3 separate regions of the Mus musculus genome follow, and all the other regions are linked to region 2. A link is a contact called in public ChIA-PET and Hi-C data. All regions are on one chromosome and are shown on one strand. Each heading gives the region's core, a stretch centred on a gene start, on an enhancer-like site or on the middle of the called end of the contact. The rest is flanking DNA. Distances are from core to core; before and after follow the strand shown.

Region 1 (4,654 bases), core at 1,778-4,277, 77 kb before region 2:
AACTGGCTTTGAAAATAACCCTAGAATTTTCTCTTTCCCTTCTCCATGGCTTCTCTTCTTCAGGGATAATATACTGTACATTTTTAATCTTGTCTGTTATTTAATTCTACTGCTTACCTAGATGCAGCTTTCTTGAACTCTAGTTACCATATATGCTTAGTTTAACTACATTCTTACCTTTTTATGCTTTTCTTATGTCTCTGATACATTATATTTTGCAGCTTGATTGAGTTATGATTAATAAGAAAGTAAGCCAAATATAGCTAACACATATGATTTGATAAAATTGGGTATTAATCACAACACTTTTCTTTCAAGGTAATAAATATATTCATCACCTCCAAGATTTTGTTTCCCTTTGCCTGTTTGTTTTCTTCATTGCCAAAAGACTCATTGCTTCCATTTCCTCACTGCTTATGCAGTAATCTTAGCTAATGTTTACTGGATGCCTTACACAATTTAACTCTTTGAACCCATAGAATAATCTCATAGAGTAAGTACTGTGTATTTGTACCCTGTTTTTAGAATAAAGAAATAGCCATGAAGGTCAGAACCTCGTCCAGCATCACACAGGTAGTCAACAGTAAAGGCTGGATTCAAATGTAGGCACTGTGTCCAATGTTGGGGGTCACTTAAGACTGTCTCCCAAGAACACTTTTGAGATCAGTGATCTTCCACTGAAAGCCATCAAGGATTATTTAGGTTTTTTTCATCTCTTCCTGAAACTCTGGAAATCCATTTCTAACTATGTTTCCATAACCTTTTCTGGAGTTTTTAAATTTTATTTTACTTTTATATTATTACTCTTCCTTAAACTTTTGTGTAGTTTCCTCTTTTTACTTCTTTCAGTCTGGTTTGAAATTTTTTTCTCCTTATATTTGCATGCAAATATACTTTCACAGTTCCAGTGCCATGTGGAGAATCCCCAAATGTCTGTGCCTTGTCCTTTATAAAGTCAGCAAGAATCACTACTGGAAACACTATCACATGTCATTGTGACCGCCACTATGAAGTCCAAAGACACTGCTACACTTGTAGATCAACATTTTGAAAATGGGGCTAATCACTGTTTCCGTGCTCTGACTCTCATCTCATGACGTCTATGGTTTTGGCAATGGCATTTCTTTTCAGTAAAACTCAAAGTCTGAAATGATTCTCTAATTTACTGCCCCCCCCAGCTCCCTAGAGATTTTGTCAGGCAGTAAATGCTTGGTAAATATTTAGTGAACATCTACTATGTTCTAGGTTTTGTGCTAAGCATTGAGGTTACAACCATTACGTGAATTTTATACATTCATAAAGTGTACAATTTCCTCATCATCACTTGGTTGACTCTTTACTGACACTACTTTTCTATTTACAATGATTTCAAGAGAAACTGCATTGCATGCATTCAAAAATTATGTTAACTAACACTATGACTTACATAGAATATTCACTTTTCATAATTCATTATTTAATAAGTATTGATTGAACATTTGCTATGTTCCACATGGGGAATTAGGTGACAAAGCTCTGAACACAATTGACAAAACCATTATCCTCCAGGGTACTTATACTAGGGCTATGCACATTTCTCCTTTTCTGCCATTCAGTTTCTAGGTTTTCCATTATAATAACACTTGACAACAAGCCATAGAGAACAGTGATAACATTGGGTGACTAATTAGTGTTATATTAAGAGGGAACACAGATTATTTCAGATAGGAAATAATTATGAAATAAAATTTCTTTTACTATTTGAACCTGTCTTAATTTATTGGGAGTGAAGGTACAATAGATAGTCTTACATAATTTATATTCATCAGTCTCTAACTGCAGGGCAAATGGAGTTTTTAAAAATTCTCACTGGGACTGCCATTATTGTTTGATGGCATCTGAGAGAAAGAGCCACATGCAATGATGCTTACAGATTGGCCACTTCTCGAGAAAGTTATAACATTGGTGACATTCTATTTTTAATGGCCTTCTCTTCTCCTCTTCTTATAAAACAATCCTAAACTTGAAGTTAGCCCAGAACTTTTGTCCTCTAAGTGTTATGAAATTCCCTATACATGAGTTACAGAACAATGAAATATGAATTCCGCAGGTTGCTTGAGGCAGTCTGTCTACCCCAAAATCCTCACTGTTCTCTGTAATACCTTTTCTCCTCTAGGGCCATAATATATATTTCTAAAGTATTCTCTGTCCTCTTCACACAAAGGGACATTGTCCTGAAATGCAATATAGTTGATATATGAAAGTATAAACTAAAGGACATGAGCCTTTTCCTGATTCTGCCACTAACTAGATGTATAATTTGGACAAACTACTTCCTTTTTGTGGCCTTAATTTCTCAACTATAAAATGAGGGGGTTGAACAAGATAATTCTTCGAACTCCTTTCCAATTTAGCATTCCAGGATTCTAGTGAGATGGATCAGCAATAGATTCTGGCTTGGCCTGGCATAATTGTGTATCAGTTATCCATGGTGACAAAATGTATACAAATTATAGGGATAATCTGCTGCATTTTTTTAGAGATTAGAAGTTTCTTCACTACTTTTGAAGGAGTTCTGGCTCTTGAGGGTCAGAATTTAAAGTATGGAGTTAATGAGTGCAAGGTCAAAAGGGCTATTTACCACATGAGTCAATTTGTTTCCTGGCTATAGTCTATATATTAACAGCCACCCCTGTCTGCCCTCAAGTCATTCCACCAATATAAGTTTCAAGGCAAGCCTCAACATGATTGTCTGTGCACTTAACTGCTCATTCTCAAAAGCAGGAAAAGAGCTTAACTGACTTATAGGAAACAGAATTTTTGAGAAGATGAAGGTAGCATAATCATAATCAGTAGAGGTCACCATGACTTGTAGAGGTGACTCTCTGTCTAACATCAACCATCAAGCACATTACAAGAACAGTCAGCAAAAGACCAGCCAGAGAAATTATCCAAACGCCTCTGCTTTGTCAGTTGGAGGTAGTACCTCTGACAACCATGAGCCTAATTAAGGCCTGGAGAAGTGAAGATGAGAGAACTGTTTGTAGTGAAAGCCATCTGGGTTTTGTTTCTAGTTTTGAACACAAAACATAACGTTCCCAGGCATTTTGGATAGGTCTGCCAGATGCTTGAGACTCCTTTTTTTTTTATATTTTTATGTAAAATAGTTAAACGAGAATGAGGAATGAAACCTTCATCCTCTGTACTGTGAGGATACATTTGGTTGCCTAACAGGGGAAGTCTAGCACACTGTGGGTACAACTGCATCATCAGTGACAGTGTGATACAAACCAGTGATTTTCAGGTGTGGTCAGTGTGGCTAGCTGAGGTCATCAAAGTTCCTCATTGTGAAGAGGGTTTATTTTTTTTTTTACCTTTGAAAAATAAGTAATGGCTTGACTGAACTACTCTTTATCGCTAAAGTGGATTCATTAGTAAGGATATCCCAGGCAGCAAGGTTTCTTAGCAGAGACTTCTCCAAAGCAAAGCAAATAAAGAGGGAAGAAGCAAACAGAGAAGAATGAGGTCATCAGAACAATCGTGTGCACCTCTAGAGAGTACTATGACCAAGGTGAGAAATGCCATAGAGAGGGTGCCATGAAATATGGAAAACTGGAGGAAAGTAATCCCCAGCACAAGTCATGTGGATTAAAGTTCAAACATATGAATTGTGTATCTGCCATTTACTACCTACTTAGCTTTAGGAACATCACTTAAGTACACTGAGGCTTGGTTCTCTCATCTGAATTCACATACAAATGCTAGCTCCATCTTGTTTCAGCTCTAAAGGTTTAGGATTACTTGCAGTTTTCTTTGTTTCAAATCTACTCACTTTGTTTCCAGGCCTGTAATAGAACTCATACTGGAGACTTACCATGCATATACATTGAAGATAGGGATCACAGAAAATAACTCTTGTTTTCAGTTGGGTATGGATTTCAGCTCTTGTTGCTTCCTTAGTTTTACTCAAGGAAGATACACACACACTTATGAAGAAATAATTTAAGTATAGTGAAAGGAACTTTGCACTTGAGTGCTTCAAAATCCTAAGCTCAACGAAATAAGGTATACCATGACCGCACTGCAAAGCACATTGTACACTAGAAAGCTGAGGCTAAGATTAATGATTTTTCCCAAGGCTGGTCAACTAGAGAAGGTCAGAATGAAGATCTTAACCTGGAGCTGGGTGACCTCCAATCCTCTCCTCTTTCCACATTAATTTACTGGAACTTGTGAGGTAATAAGGGCTTTAAATTTTGCTTTTATTTTACTGGTTATGTTTTGGGGTATTGAGAAGTGGAACCCAGAAAAGTTCAGTGACTTACTCCAGTGTGTGCCAAAAACAAAGAAACAAATGGATACCAAACAAAAACAACAACAACAACATCCAGAGAATTTTGGAATTTTCCTTGTTTACTTACTATACTTACTATCACAGTAAATTCACATCCCTTGCCAGCACACTGGCAATATTAGCAAAACATCAAACATAGAACACATGACTCCATTCCCCACAGCACATACTCCAATAGATACTGTGGATACAATTTGATTGATTGAGGGCAATAAAGCAATGTTTAACTCACAAAATGGTCTTAGAAATACCTAACTTGCTAGATAAAGAAAGATCAACATCTGAAAAAGAATCTGGTAGCCATGGAGAACAGAGCGCTGC
Region 2 (4,304 bases), core at 683-3,182:
TCCAAGTTGATGTGACAACTGCCCTAAATTTAGATTATTATGGCTGGGATATTGACACACAGACCAGCAACTGAACTCAGCAACTAGTAAGTTAGGGATGCTTGTTAAGTTAGCTCTTTTTGTTTGTCTACAGATTTGTTCCTTGTAGACGACCTACATATTTCCTGAATTTAATTTTTTTTCCTTGCCTGATCTGGGTCACTAACTTCTCATCTGTTCCTTTCCTTGTTAGAGATGATGATAGGCAAGGCTACTTGAATACAAGAGAGAGGTGGGGTAAGTAACCACGCTTTTCTTCTAGCAACATTAAGAAATTGTCTGCGAAATGAATGTGGTATGTGGTGACACTGGTCACTTGTCAGGAAAGGATTTCTTTCTCCTTCTATCCCAGGCTTTGGCCTCAAAGTTCAGCAGATCTTGAAGTACATATGTATTTTTCAGAGAAGGATAATACCTTAGAAAACTGGCTCACAATGCTCATACTCGCAAGGGACAGATTTGCAACAGGACGCCAATTTAATAATTTATAGTACAGAAAAGAACTGCCAAATGGACTGAGATGTGTGTTGGCCTGTCAGCTTAGTCTCTTTTCAGTAAGGATGCCAAATCAAAAAACGAAATTAACAACAGATTGGAGCTGGATAAATCTATGCAATCCGAATTAAGAAGAGGACTGCAAGGTCAAGCTTGTTTCATTACATAGTTCAGCCAGGAAGAATACCCTATTTTGTTGCCAATCCTCACAAGTCATGGTCCTATCATCAATCAGCCCAGACTCTTAGTTTCTAATGCTAAAATCATTTCTTTTCCATCCCTCAACGCCCCTGTGACTTTTTATTGGACATCCCTGAGTGCTGGGCCTAGCTCCACCTAGATCTCTAACGGTTCTGCTTTTCTAAGATGCATTCGTTGCAAAATGAGCTGTTGCAGTTCCAGGTTGCCCTCCTACAAAAACGTGGTCTACTATTTCCTTCTTTCACCAGTCTTATCTGTGAATCAAAATGCTACTCTTTGACCTAACCCACAAGTATTTATGTTTTTCTTCCTTACTATGGTTATTACCCAGAAAGTTTGTTGCAGCTGCAGGCTGCAAAGTCTAAGTGTGGTTCTTTCACATGCCTGTAGAGGTTTGTACTACTTTGTAAGTAAGCCTTGTTTCTGAGATTTTTTTCTGAAACTTAGCTGAAAGTGTTGTTTCTATGTGTGTAGTATTTACTTGCGTATTTCTGACAATTCCATAGACATTGTGAAGAATCATTGTGAAGACTCCTATTACACTAGAGGCAGATCTGTGATCAATCACACTTTTCTTTTACTTACATGTACATTCCTTGAGAATTCATTTATTCACCCACTTGCACACTTTTCACTTAAACATTTGTGAAAATACTTTATGTACAGTACAAAAATAATCTAGACATAGCCTTTGCTCTCAGTATGATGTAGTTTTCAGTATAGCAAAGGCACAATAAATAAACAAAACAAGTTAAGTACACATTAAAATGTGAATCTAGAAATGGACTGATAGAGATGAGGATGATCTAGATTGAGTGGAAAGTTTAAACTGAGAGAGTCCCATTGTTAGTTTTGATATGTATTTTGAAGTTTGCCTCCCAAAATTCAAAGAGCAGCAGCTTCCCAGGTCTTAGGTAAATTTTCTTTATATTTGGCTTAGAAGTCTTATCTTGGCCCCAAACCTACTGGATTTAGTAAGAAAAACATTCGAGTTGTGGTAGAAGGAAATAAGGTAGGTAACAGTTAAGAAGACAAGGACGTATTAGCTGTTTGTACAGCACAAACGAAATAAAGAAGAAATCACACTTGATTAACGTCATCTGCTCAAGGGACTTACCTACGTTCTGTGCAAGCAAGGTTTCTGTGGTGAGACATTAATGTGCTCTACTTCCTCTTTCAACATTATTTTTCTTTCAGTTATCAGCAGGATATGTGCTTGCTGCCCAGAGTTGTACCTTTTTACTCTCATCTCTTTGCAAATATACAAGACTCTATCCCAGCTCAGCATCAGGGTAAGTTCTAGCCCAGCACCTGTAACTTTGTGGTTCTGTTTGGGAGGATTGGTGGAGAAAGAAAGATCTGGACTGGGGCAGATGTGAAGGCCGTGTTTTGAATAAAATGGTCTTTGGTTTCCCATCTCAGGATTGTTACAGAGGGAAGAAATGTGATTGTCTTTCAGTCTAGCCAGAGTTCAAAGTGAAGTATAATGTGATCAGCTTCCACTGTTACAATAGCAGTATGAAGGATGTGATGCAACTCACTGCTTGCTAAAGGGGCTTTCTATACAGTTGACAAGGAGTAGTGGATGCCACAAAAGGTAAGTACAGTGTTGCATTTAGTCTCATTTGGAACAATTTGACATACTTAGTCAATAAAAGAGGATTTGAACTTGTGCTGTGTGTAATTTATCTAGTTACATACAAAAAATAATCTAGGTTTGAGCTCTTAATGGTAATCTTAGCTTACAGAGATACTGGGACAAATAGTATTTTTTTTTTTCTCTAGCATGAAGGAAGACAGTCTGATGATTTATTTTGGAGCTAAAAGGTCTATACAGATAAAAATTCCTTATGATACAGTCAAATTATCTGAGACAGTGAGATGAAGCCACTTAAGAACATTCAGGTAATTAGTGGCAGAATTACAGCTATGAACTGTGTCTTAAAACACATGTTCATTTTTCCTTACAGAAGACTGTGTCTTTCAGTAGTATAAAACTACCTATGACCCGTTTGATTGTCAAAGTTTGTTCAGAGGTATTCCTTGATTCATTGTTGTTCTAACTTCAATGCTTAGAGATAGCAGAGTTCAAATGTGAGACACTTATCTTTTCAGTGAATGCACTTTAGAGTGGAGCTAGCAGTAGTGAGTCAAAAACCAGCTTCTCTAGGGATTTCTTCATGGCAGACTGTGTGCTTGGATAATCCCAGAATTAGTCTACATACAATGATGCCGACTTTGCTCAGCTTCTCAAGAGAAGAGAGTCTCGATTTTTAGAATTCTTCAAGTGGGGATATTTTTGTTTTGCTTGTTTAAATAAATGCAGGGAGTCATTGTTATAGTTACTAATTAGAGAATTTATGCAAAACTAAAATACAGGGTACATGGGTAGGCGTTATGCAAATATACTTAGGGTTTCTAATTGTCTAAACTATACGGATTATCTAGGCCATAAATTTAGGACAGTTGCTTTTTATAATGTTTTTTGCTGAATCCAATTGCTTCTTTGGTCAAACACAGTTCTTTTTAGGGCCTAATTGAAAAAGTTGTTCGGTTTGAACTGTATGGACTATTAAATCCAAGTAGTGAAAGAACAAAGAACTCCAAGTGAATAAGCACAGTTTTGGGGGAAGTTTTGGGGTGGTACTTGGTGGCTGTGTTTGAGATAAATAACTTGGGGTTCTATGATGCTCTTGCCATGGTTCTAACAAAGAACACAGATATGTTTGCTGTGAAACTACAGTATGGACAATTTTCCACAATCAGGGCAATGGTTGGGTGGGGAGTTCTACAGTGTACTTTAATTAAATTATCCCAAAATTTTACTTGAAGTTCATATCAGGATTTGAAAGACATTAGTTCTTTCAAGAAACAAACAAACAAAAAATTAATGAAAGCTTGCTGTTGTAAAGAACCAATCCTGGACTTAGAACAATCTACTCATTGCATTGGTACTTTGTAACTATAGTGTATGTTGTCACCAAGAAGAATGTGGACATATATACTTTTAGCACTTTTATTAGAACAATGATTTTGCTTTTTTTTTAAAAACACATCTCTGGTTCTTTTTCTTTTTCATTTTTTCTAAGACAACTACCCCTACTATCAAGGAAAATAGAAGTAATTTTTATATACATGTTTGCTAAGTTGTGCTGGTTTCTTAATGACAAGAGCTTTAAAAGAGAAGGAGAGTTGAGAGGATGAGGAGGAGAGGATGAGGAGCCATCGAGCTTGTACTTAGGGAATGAATAGAGCTTCATTCCAGAACTGACTTTCCATCCTGAGCCCATTGCTTAATCGTTTTGGGAAATGGGATTACTTATTTTGAGTGCTAGTATCCTCAAGTTTCAATTAAATAATTCACTAATAATATCATTTGTAATTATCATTCAACAATGATTTTTGATAATTACATACACACAACTATAATGTTCTAAGTATATCTTCTCAGCAGGGTAGTGGCTGCATCAGGATCTGGCAGTGACAGTAGTGAGAGGGGTAGTGCCCATAACAGACAAGGTAAGTTAGAGCTAGAACAGAGTTAAAGACCATTGAGCTTAATTTTCTTA
Region 3 (4,678 bases), core at 490-2,989, 90 kb after region 2:
ATATCAACATTTTAAAGAAAGGTCACTTTGAGATCTTCAGTGTGTCACAATTCCTTTTTGGGGTTTAGTTTCTTCCTTTTACAATGTTTTATTTTTATTTGTATTATTTCTTCTTTTCCACTTCCAAAACACTCTCACATATCCATATGCTTTCCTCATTGTTGCATATATTACATATATGCATGTGCCCATAAACATTAAGTACAATCTTCACAGTCTGTTTTTTATATGTAGATTTTCAGGAATGACATTTGGTATAGTATTATATCATTCTTTCTTCTGTTTCCACTCCTTCCAACCCCCTCCCATGTCAGTCCTCCCATTTCGTTTATAATTCATATTCTTCTTTTCTTTATTATTGTTATACACAAAGAAAGATATATACAAATAAATATATAAATATGATTTGCCGAGTCCATTTGTATTTTAAGGCTGACCACCTGTATTTGATAACCAATTAGGAGGCTCATCCCCAGGGAGGATTAATTCTGCATTCTTTAGTAGTCAATTATTGCTTATAGCTTTATATTTGATCGTGAAGGCCCATGAGATTTTCCCCATGAAGGTATAACACATATTTTTAGGTTCTTTATTATAATATTCCAATTAAAAATCACTTCTTAGTTTCCTTAAAAGCTTATTAATGTAGGAATAGTTCACATGGAAAATCATGGCATAATTATCATAAGCTGCAGATATCAAAATTTTCATTAGAATAATATAGTGAATCAAGACTTACTCTGTCAAAGAGACCATTTCACATCGTCTGTGTTACATTTGTTCTCTGACTCTGAGGAACTGTTTATTTTACCCATTCTTAGTAATGTAATACCAAAGGAAACTGTGGGGTTGCAGATTTTGTGCACCATGGGGTTAAATGTCAACTCAATCACTAATTATTTGACTTTCAGTGAGTTATTTGTTTTTTTCCAAGATTTTATTTCCTCAGTAGTAATTGAAGCTATAATTTCTTACCTTGTAGCTCTGGCATGAGGTGGAGAGAAAATACATATTACAACTCTTTCTGCCACAAGCAGTACTTTTCAGATGTGACAGGTACCTTAGTATTGGCAGTCTATGTCATGTGAAGTTGTATTACCACAGATGACTTTTATCATTATGTGCTTTTTATATGTTTTTAATATTGATTTTATTGTACTTATAAAAAGGTTTGCAGTCTGGAGGATGTGGATGGTGACAAAACTTGGAAATACTATTTTCTTTTTGCTGTCTCTTCTCCATATGGTGAAACAATTCAGTGTTAAATTTTCATTTAGATTTAGTGATGTATGGATGTGAATTTTGACTGTATGTATGTCTATGTACTACTTGCATGCCTAGTGCCTGTGGACTTCAGAAGAAGGCAGCAGATACCCTGGAGCTGGTGTTACAGAACCACAATGATGGGATTAGGACTTAAACCCCAGTCCTCTGCAGGAGCAATAATAGATCTGGATATAGCAAAGTGGTAATAGTTACTCTAATGAGAATTCGAATTGCCTCTATTTCTCTAAGACTGACTTCTGGACAATGTCTTTCCCTCAGTAGCTTGGATGTTGTGCTAATGAGCCTGTTCTGGTAACTGAACTTTTGCTGATAGTTTGCAGAGGAGCAATGCTGCTAGAGGGAAAAAAAAAGAACACTGGTCTGGCCTCTCAAAATCAACTGTGTGTTTTCCTGCTCATTTGCTAAAACTTCACACAAATCACTATGTCTTCTGGGCCTCAATTTCCTCTTTACCAAATGAGGTGTTGAAATTTATGGTGACTGGCTTCCTGTTTTATTTCTGCTGCTCAGTTGTTCTGAAATGAGTATTGAGATTTTTCAACACACTTCGGGCACAATGATGCAAGTGAGACTAGGGGGTGGGGAGGGAAGAACAGTGTAGATCTTAGAGATGTAAAGATAGAAAAGGCAGGGAATATGTCCCTTTGCCTCCTGCACTTCTACTTTAGGTACTACAACAGCTTTCTTTTGACATTAGAAATTCAAATTATTAGCTCTCTTCCTGGGATGTCTGTAGCATTAGCTTCTCTGTCTCCAGCTTGAAAACTATGAATGTTTCAGTCTATATAATCATATGAAATTTTTTTCATAATGAATTTCTTCCTTTACTAAAGTAATGCTACTGATCCTGTTACTGAGGAACTATAAAAAGCACACACTATGGCTATCTTTCATGAAAACCACACACAGCCATTGTGTTTATGTTTTTCAGATTGGCCCATTTGTTCACTAGTATTGAAAAATTTTATGCCCATATTGTTTGAATTACATTATGAACTCAACAATAGCACAAAACATGTTTTAAGGATTATTTTGTTTTTAACTCCCCCCTGCAATGTTTGCACTGATGTAATAATACCTTTGCATATTCAAGAAAGTAATGATAAAGGCATAAGCAATTAATTGTAGGTCTACTTTACAATAAATGACATCCATTTTATACACCTCTAGGTGACTTTATAAGATGTTTTTTAAATGATTAGCTATAGGGAGAAAATACCTCAAGAACAGACAGAACACTCTGGTGACAGCCCATGTATGTATATGTATATGTATATGTATATGTATATGTATATGTATATGTATATGTATATGTATATGTATCCCATATACATATAAAGGGATCCAAGGGGAAAACAGTACTTCTTTTTCATACACACCTTGGTTTCTTGCTGGTAAGTACCTTTATATCTACTTGTATTGCTGCCATTTTCACTGACTTTGGAACCCAGTTTCTTCAGCCTTATAGTGCATCCTAAAGACCAAGGACTCTCCAGAAATCTTTCATGGAGTCAGCACCAGAGTATGGCCAGAGTAGAGACATCTAGATTTGTATGCTACTGTAGAAATTACTAGGGTCTCAGACTGCCTAGCATGCAGATAGCCACTTATATGACCCAGCATGAATTGGGTAAGCCAATCTAGTGAATTTCCCTTGTAATATATATTCACTATATTGGTTCTTTTCCTGTATAAAATTCTGAGTTCGAGGATAAGTTATTTTCAGACTGATGCAAAAATTTCATAATATAGAAGTAATCCTGTTAAAGTGGACAGCTCAGCAGCATTGAGTACATCATTTATGATGAGGTTGCATCCTATTAAGCTCATGGTAATTTTAAAATTTCATAAGTCAAATATGAATTTAATACATGCTAATTTAATAACTTTGTAGGAACAGAACTCTGAAGAGTATAGATTGTTTATTGTCGCCATGATTGCAGGGCTGTCATGGAGCTCAATATTACTGCTGAATATCACAAAAAAGAGATTATCATACTACATATTGGTAGCCTGAATTAAAAAATGTGTATTATGATTTTTACTGTATATGCATTCCACCATGGTAATGTAAAAGACATATTTTGGTACATCACAAAGTAGATTGCCTTTACATTTAAAATGGGTGCAACCATAATGCCCATCTAGTCATAAATTATTTTCAACAACTCAATGGAAAACTCATATCTGTTAAGCCTCTAAATTCACAAATTTGCTTTTCTTCTCTGAGTTTATCTATTCTAGATATTTCATATGAATGGATTCATATAATATATAATTTTTATGTGTGACTATACTGACTCAGAATAATATTTTAAAATTTAACTTGTACCATAGATATCATATTTCATTCCTTTTTATGGTAAAATAGTATTAAGTATAATAGCAGCAACCAATTACAGCTCAGGTAGGAGTAGTGCTTTCGTCCCGCCTTCTTACATGCTAGGGTTTTGTTTGTTTTGAGGTCTTGATACTGCTATCACATCTGTTTTGAGTTTATATGTGCAATTACCACATTGTGTCTAGGAAAATATGTTTTCTTGCAGACATTCTCTACCTTTGGCTCTAAGAATCTTTTTCTCATTATTCCATAATGATTCCTGAAGCTTGAGAGGGGAGAATATGATATAAATATATCATTTAGGGCTGAATACTCATCAGTCACATATTCTCTGTACATTGACCAGTTGTGGATCTTTGTGTTAATTGATATCTATATACAATGTCACTTTGTCTCTCCTACCTCATTCAGAGTACTTTAACACTCATGACGAGCCACTATTTTTTCCTTCTCTGTTTTGAGTTCTGCAATATCAGCTTGTCCCTTCTCAACTAGGAAGAATATGTTGTCACTAACAGATGTTTTAGAGTCGTGTGTTTCCAGATGGTAATTGAATGAGGAATTGACTGTCTTTTGTAGGTAGACTAGATGGTTAATAGGTTCTTAATAATATTTCTTGAACAAGCACTTGCCTTCCTTGACTGATAAACCAGTAAGATACTCAAAATATCAAGTATAAAGCAAATAAATGTCCCTTTGTATTCCCTAAAAAAAAGTTCTCTAAATAGGTTTGAGTCTGTGGCACTAATATATGGGTATAATGAATAAGTCTTTAGGAATTGTTTTAATATTACTTCCTTTTATCAGAATAATAGTAGTACACTCTCCTGTATTGTTCACAACCTATCTAGTCAGATGTTCTTGGCCCTGATCATGGTGCTAGGTATCTTGTGGAGTAGGACTTTAATCCATCCACAAAACAATAGGTAAATGGATTGAGCTGGAAACATTATAAACATGATGAGATCTGTCTTAGTTAGGGTTTTACTGCTGTGAACAGACACCATGACCAAGGCAAGTCTTATAAAAAACAACATTTAATTGGGGCTG

The links. Hi-C and Micro-C count contacts between places; a contact is called where the count stands out from the background. ChIA-PET counts read pairs in DNA pulled down with a chosen protein or histone mark.
Region 1: a Hi-C map of bone marrow-derived dendritic cells shows a contact between it and region 2, with 2.6 times the contacts expected there. The contact joins the enhancer-like site here to the promoter of P2ry10 in region 2. A contact is called at or near these places in 2 of 39 promoter capture datasets (embryonic stem cells and stem cell-derived epiblast-like cells), 1 of 15 datasets of contacts at CTCF or cohesin (pro-B cells), 2 of 484 Hi-C or Micro-C datasets (bone marrow-derived dendritic cells and macrophages), 3 of 115 datasets of contacts at active chromatin or transcription factors (the 230-238 cell line, bone marrow-derived dendritic cells and memory CD8 T cells) and 2 of 9 other capture datasets (adipose tissue and liver).
Region 3: a contact with region 2 is called in an RNA polymerase II ChIA-PET map of memory CD8 T cells, with 117 read pairs. The contact joins the enhancer-like site here to the promoter of P2ry10 in region 2. A contact is called at or near these places in 5 of 39 promoter capture datasets (the 3T3-L1 cell line, the C10 cell line, neutrophils and 1 more), 1 of 15 datasets of contacts at CTCF or cohesin (pro-B cells), 3 of 484 Hi-C or Micro-C datasets (B cells and CD8 T cells), 4 of 115 datasets of contacts at active chromatin or transcription factors (CD8 T cells, effector CD8 T cells, large pre-B cells and 1 more) and 2 of 9 other capture datasets (adipose tissue and liver).

What each region holds. Positions count from the first base shown.
Region 1 is chrX:107,009,559-107,014,212 of GRCm38.p6, forward strand. No RefSeq gene overlaps it. Among named protein-coding and RNA genes, the nearest start is that of P2ry10, 77 kb to the right of the region's middle. Within about 2 kb of position 3,028, at least 20 of the 459 cell types and tissues checked have an H3K27ac peak or open chromatin away from gene starts, as enhancers often do. A contact at or near this core is called in bone marrow-derived dendritic cells, where this site is marked.
Region 2 is chrX:107,087,401-107,091,704 of GRCm38.p6, forward strand. It overlaps P2ry10 (purinergic receptor P2Y, G-protein coupled 10), which reads left to right and starts at 1,933. Exons shown (of 3, transcript NM_172435.4): 1 at 1,933-2,027; 2 at 2,158-2,332.
Region 3 is chrX:107,177,167-107,181,844 of GRCm38.p6, forward strand. No RefSeq gene overlaps it. Among named protein-coding and RNA genes, the nearest start is that of P2ry10b, 31 kb to the left of the region's middle. Within about 2 kb of position 1,740, at least 24 of the 459 cell types and tissues checked have an H3K27ac peak or open chromatin away from gene starts, as enhancers often do. A contact at or near this core is called in B cells, CD8 T cells, effector CD8 T cells and 1 more, where this site is marked.